Regions from separate parts of the Mus musculus genome. Here region 1 is linked to region 2. Evidence: chromatin contacts called from public HiChIP or PLAC-seq data. All regions are on one chromosome and are shown on one strand. The core of a region is the stretch at or near the end of the contact, and the rest is flanking DNA. Distances in the headings are between cores, read along the strand shown.

Region 1 (2,788 bases), core at 278-2,777, 160 kb before region 2:
AGAGACACAGTGAGGCCACCTGGTACTAGGATCTGAGCTTCAGTCCTTGGCTAGAGTAGGGAGTATTCACAACCAATGAGGCCTCTCTCCAGCCCTGGTCAACCTTCTCCCTTACCCTTGCTTTCCTGCCCACCACTACCCTCCCCACTACTGCTTAAACAGGGCAGGCACACACCCTGACTTTTTTTTTTCCACTTGCCTTTTCTTCTGGCTAAAATAGTTGTCTCAAAGATATTTCACTCACTGTCTCAAACCGCCCCCCCAAATTTTTTTTCACTCAAATGTAAACCTTTGAGGACATTTTCTGATGATCCTATTCAAAAGTGCATATACTCCTACATGCATGTATAGTACCTAAGTCTCTTGGGTGCAATGTTTTGAGGCCAGGAAGTTTCTTATTTGTTCATTGACAAATAAGTACAGACACACAGAACAACAACAGCTGCTGCCCCCCCCCCCCAAGAGCTTATTTACAAGAGGCTTTTTTAAAAAGATAACAAAAACCAAAACCAACCAACCAACCAAAGTCCCCGGCATGTGGCACATGGCTGTAACACGGGCACTCCAGAGGCTAAGGGAGGAGGATGTTAAGTCCCACATCACATAAGCACAACATAGCAAGACCCCATCTCCAAACAAACTACCCAGCACACAACAAAAGGTTTGCTGAAGGATAATGTGTGGCTTGCAAACTCACAGCAGGCACTATTAGAGATGAGCAGCAAGCCCCCTGGGGCCACACATAGCTCGGTTTACACTGCATGTCTCTTTAAATGTGATGAACCAAAGTTCCGCACTGACAACTGTCAATATACAGGGAGATATCTAGACATGGTCCATCTGCTCTAGGGAGGGACTTCAGGTCCAAAAGAGGGCTACCAAAGTCAAGGTGTCAAAACGTACAAAGAACGGAGTCCACAGGACAATCCTGTGTAAAATTTAAAGCTATGGGAAGAGTTGGGTATTCTTGTCCCAGGAGAGTTAGGTAATATATTTACTATATAATCAACACATACACAAAAAACTCTTCTTCAAAATTTAATAAATGTAATAAAAGCCAACCACTGGTACATACCCCTGAGATGAAGTGAAAAACACAAGATAAATGCAGTACCTAAGAGACAAGGCCCAGAACCCAAGCCCAGGAGACTGTCTTTCCGTTCCCTGGCCTGGCCGCCCCTCCTGTCTCTGACTCTTACAGAGCTTCCTTCTTTCCCTCCTTCCTTCCTCCTTCTTCCCACTCCTTTGTTCTTGTACAACAAGTTCCTGTCCAATCTGTCTGCACAGGATATCCACAGAAAACATTGCCGGTCCTACCCTCTAGCACCAAACAAAAGGAAAATATCATCAAGTAAAAATGCCCAAATTCCCGCTGAGGCCAAGACTAAGCACGGAGCTAATGAATGATCTTAGCTGGAAGGCTGCGGAGGGATGAGTAAAAGAAACAAGAAGAGGCAGACTAAGAGCACGGCAAAAGCAAAGGAAGCCCTGGAGCCTCAGTGAGCAGGGTCCATGGTATGTTCGCCACTAGTTAAGACAGGCAAGCCCTATGAGTCAGACGTACCGCGCCCAATTCAGTGTCAGTGTGGGCTAGAACTTCTTAACAATGCAAGTTAACTAAATCTTTTAATTGACCCACTGCAATAGCAGTAGATCGTGAGGATGTGGAAAGAAGGCAGCAGAGGACCCCAAACTCTACTGAACTGTGTAAAAGACTTAAGGAACAGAAATATTTTGAGAACCATAAAGAAGTAATTTGTTATCTTTTCTACTGAATCATTTGTAGGACAAATACACACACACACACTCACACACACAAAACAGCAACATACTTAAAACCTATAATAATAAAACTGAAACACAAATTCAAATTTGGATATTTAATGCTTAGCTTATAAAGCACATTTTCAATATTTAAATTGTTACTTTTTTTTTAATCATTCTCATTATAGATTGTCAGGCAGTAATCATTGCCTCAAAGTGTTTTCATTATTTTATATTACTTAACATTATTCTACTTTGTATATGCTCTAAGAGGCTAGGAATTTTTAATAACTCTTCTAAAAACTATTTTAGTTGGGAATATATTTGGTAATTTTCAATTTAGCTTAAGTTTTTCAATCAAGATGTGCCATTTAACATCATTTTACATATTATCCATGTTCTTCCATTCATTACACATTTATTAAAGGTCTAGTATGTTGGGTGTGCTGGTACACACATTTACTCTCAGTTCTCATGAGGCAAAAACAGGCTAGCTACTCTCTCTGAGTTTGAAGCCAGCCTGGTCTATACAGCAAATTCTAGGCTAGCCAGTCAGACAGTGAGATTCAATCTCAAATAAAACAAGACAGTGCTGTGGCACACACCTTAACTCCTGGTGCTGGCTGGCAGACGCAGACAGATCTCTGAGTTCCAGACCAACGGAGGTTACATTTTGAGACCCTGCCCCCCTCCCCATAAAACTGAAAAGATAAACAAGCACACAAACAAGCCATGTAATCCTCACTGAGCCCAGTGGAGACTACAGGAGCAGATAACCCACATTTCATTACTGTGTTGTCTACCCCCACCCCAGCCTCATCTCAACACACCTGTCACGTGGGCCACAGCGAACTCCGAGACATCCCTGCCCAGGCAGGGAAGCAAGGTGTCCTGGTCTCTACAGTAACTGGTTGATGGCAGCTGAACAGGTCCCAGGACCATGCCTTTGGCCGAGCAGCATGAAAAGTTAAACTGTTCTGAATAGAAGAGCCTTAAAATTCCACTCTGGCCAGCAAGCCATACA
Region 2 (2,700 bases), core at 78-2,577:
GGAGAACAGCTCCTTCCATCAGGTGGATCCCAGGGCCTGCATGCATGTTGCTCGGTGTGATAGCAGCTGCCTTTATCTGCTGAGGCATCTTGTGGTCCAGACAATGTTTTTTTCTAACTAGTACATCATTATTCCAATATAAGGGCCTGTTTAAAAGACTTATTACCTAGGTAGGTAGCACATATATGCCGTAATATATGAAATCCTAGCAGTTGAGAGGTTGACACAGGAGGATTTCTCAGACTTTAAGGCCATCCTGGGCTACATAGAAGACCTTGTCTAAAATGTGGAGCTGGAGAGATTGGTCAGTGGTTAGAACACTTGGTCTTGCAGAGGACCTAAGTTTGGCTCCCAGGACTCACACTAGGTGACTTGCAACCCCCTCTAACTCCTTCAGCTCTAGGGGATCTGACTCCCTCTTCTGGTTTCCATGGTCACCGGCATACATGAGATGCACATACATACACATGTCTGTACACTCATACACTTAAAAAATAAATCTTTTAAGAAGATCACCAGGTGCCATATTTTAAGTGAATCAACTTAAGAATGACGTTGGGGCCTAGAGTGGTGGCTCAGTAGGTAAGAGCACTGGCCACTCTTCCAGAGGATGCGAGTTAGTCCCCCGGCACATCTGTGGAGCTCACAGCCTCTGTAACTCCAGTCCCTAGGGATCCACTGGCCTTGTCAAAGCAGTGTTCAATGCACAGAAATATGTGCAGGCAAAGTACCCATCCATGCAGAATAGTAAATAAAAGAAGAATGAAGTTAGGCTAAATTGCTAATTATCCCCAGGACAAGTTGGCGTCATAGGCTGGACCATAGTGAATAATGGGCAAAGCTGTTCTCCCTGAGAGTCTACAGAAAGCATGGTGACAGATTTCCATAAGAGAGAAGAAAAAGCTGAAGTGGCAGGAACATTTTCATACAATTTCACAAATCCACCAGGGAAAGAATGTGGAGAGGGAAGTAGTGGTGAGGGGGTGTCAGGAAGAGCACAGAATTGGGGGAAGCTCCACAGATCCAAGCTGTCTTAGTTAGGATTTTATTGCTGTGAAGAGACACCATGACCAAGACTCTTATAAAGGCAGACATTTAACTGGGGCTGGCTTACCCTTTCAGAGGTTCAGTCCATTATCATCATGGCAGAAAGTGTGGCAGCATCCAGGCAGACATGATGCTGGAGAAGTTCCTGAGGGTTCTACATCTTGATCTGAAGACAGCCAAGAGACTGCATTCCACACTGGCCAGAGCTTAATTTAAGCATAGGACACCTCAAAGTCCATCTCCACAGTGACACACTTCCTCCAACAAGGCCACACCCACAACAAGGCCTCACCCCCAGATAGTGCCACTCCCTGGGCCAAGCCTTCAAACACATGAATCTATGGGGGCCATACCTATTCTTTTTAGGCTTGATTTTGTTATTTTAGGACAAGCTCTTGCTATGTAGCTCAGACTGGACTTGAACTCAAAACGATCCCCCTGCATCAGCCTTGGAGTACTGAAATTACTAGTCTGAGCTACCCTGCCCAGCAAAAAGCTTCTTTAAAAAAAAAAGAGTACTCTATTTATCTGTTTCATGTATTCATGAATAAAACTATTAACTTCTGGGACCTATGAGATGCCTTACTGAATACAGGCTCTTGCCACCCCAGTCACTAGCCTGAGTCCAGTCCCCAGGATTCCAGCTGGTAGAATTCAGGAATTGACTCCCTAAAATTGTCTTCACATTTCTACATTTGTGCTGTGGCACTTATGTGCCCATACAGACAACAATGCATAAGTAGTGAGTAAATGCAAGATTCCTCCATCTAGTCATTAGGCATCTGAAATGAGAAAGAAAGGAATGAAGAAAGGAGTAGTTGAGGAGGTGAGCGTGAACTTTAGCTCACAGCATGGATTATGTGTGGGACGAGGCTTTAGGGTTGTGAGTCATCTTTCCTGCTGTTAAGGGCGGGTAGCCGTCTGAATGGTGGTGCCGGGACAGACACACCGTCTCTCAGTTCTTTGATGGTTATTTATGCTCTACTGGGGAACAGTGGAAAAGGGCGTTGGAAAGTTGGCCTTCCATTGTATGTTTTTCCTCTGTTTCATGCCTGTGTGGTGTCTCTCTTTTTACCTGCTTGCTTTCACTTTATTCCTTCACCAACCAAAACACTGCACCAGATCCTCAAATCCCAGCTCATCCCTCTGGCTTCCATTTCCTCCCACCCGTGATCTGAGTACTCCCTGTTCTGTCCTCCTGAGTTCTTAGTCTACAGTTTGATTGATTGAGGTACGTGGAGAAAACGGAGGGCCTCGAGTGCTCTCTCCTGCACCACTGAGCTACATCCCCAGCTCCATGTGTTTGCTTGCTTAGGGATCCTTCAGATATCTGTCCAGCTGACCCGGAACTCAACTCTAGCTCAGGCAGGCCTCAGCTGGCCACCTTCCCCCTCTGGTTTCCGCTCAGATTACAGACCCCTCCCGTGGTCCCCTGCGTTTATTATGTAGTCCTCTGTTCTAAATGAATCATTGCACTCCATTTAATGAACCGATGAGTGATTTGATATAAATGTGTTTGATCGGCAGTTGTGGGCTGGGGGTATGGCTTGCTTGGTAGTGTCTTCCTAACACACGTGGGTCCCTGGGTTTGATCCTCAGCACCTCTGCTACAATGGACCCTTTTTCTTTGTCCCCCTGGCTTCCAGTCAGAGG

Evidence for each region. HiChIP or PLAC-seq counts read pairs in DNA pulled down with a chosen protein or histone mark.
Region 1: a FOXA1 HiChIP or PLAC-seq map of pancreatic cancer cells shows a contact between it and region 2. The contact joins two enhancer-like sites. A contact is called at or near these places in 7 of 484 Hi-C or Micro-C datasets (B cells, the HPC-5 cell line, Th1 cells and 4 more), 6 of 115 datasets of contacts at active chromatin or transcription factors (the HPC-7 cell line, effector CD8 T cells, embryonic stem cells and 3 more) and 2 of 9 other capture datasets (adipose tissue and liver).

What each region holds. Positions count from the first base shown.
Region 1 is chr1:156,615,865-156,618,652 of GRCm38.p6, reverse strand. All of the region lies in intron 1 of Abl2 (v-abl Abelson murine leukemia viral oncogene 2 (arg, Abelson-related gene)), which reads right to left. Among named protein-coding and RNA genes, the nearest start is that of Tor3a, 57 kb to the left of the region's middle. Within about 2 kb of position 1,527, at least 152 of the 459 cell types and tissues checked have an H3K27ac peak or open chromatin away from gene starts, as enhancers often do. A contact at or near this core is called in Th1 cells, bone marrow-derived macrophages, macrophages and 3 more, where this site is marked.
Region 2 is chr1:156,453,823-156,456,522 of GRCm38.p6, reverse strand. All of the region lies in intron 3 of Soat1 (sterol O-acyltransferase 1), which reads left to right. Among named protein-coding and RNA genes, the nearest start is that of Soat1, 19 kb to the left of the region's middle. Within about 2 kb of position 1,327, at least 66 of the 459 cell types and tissues checked have an H3K27ac peak or open chromatin away from gene starts, as enhancers often do. A contact at or near this core is called in Th1 cells, bone marrow-derived macrophages, macrophages and 3 more, where this site is marked.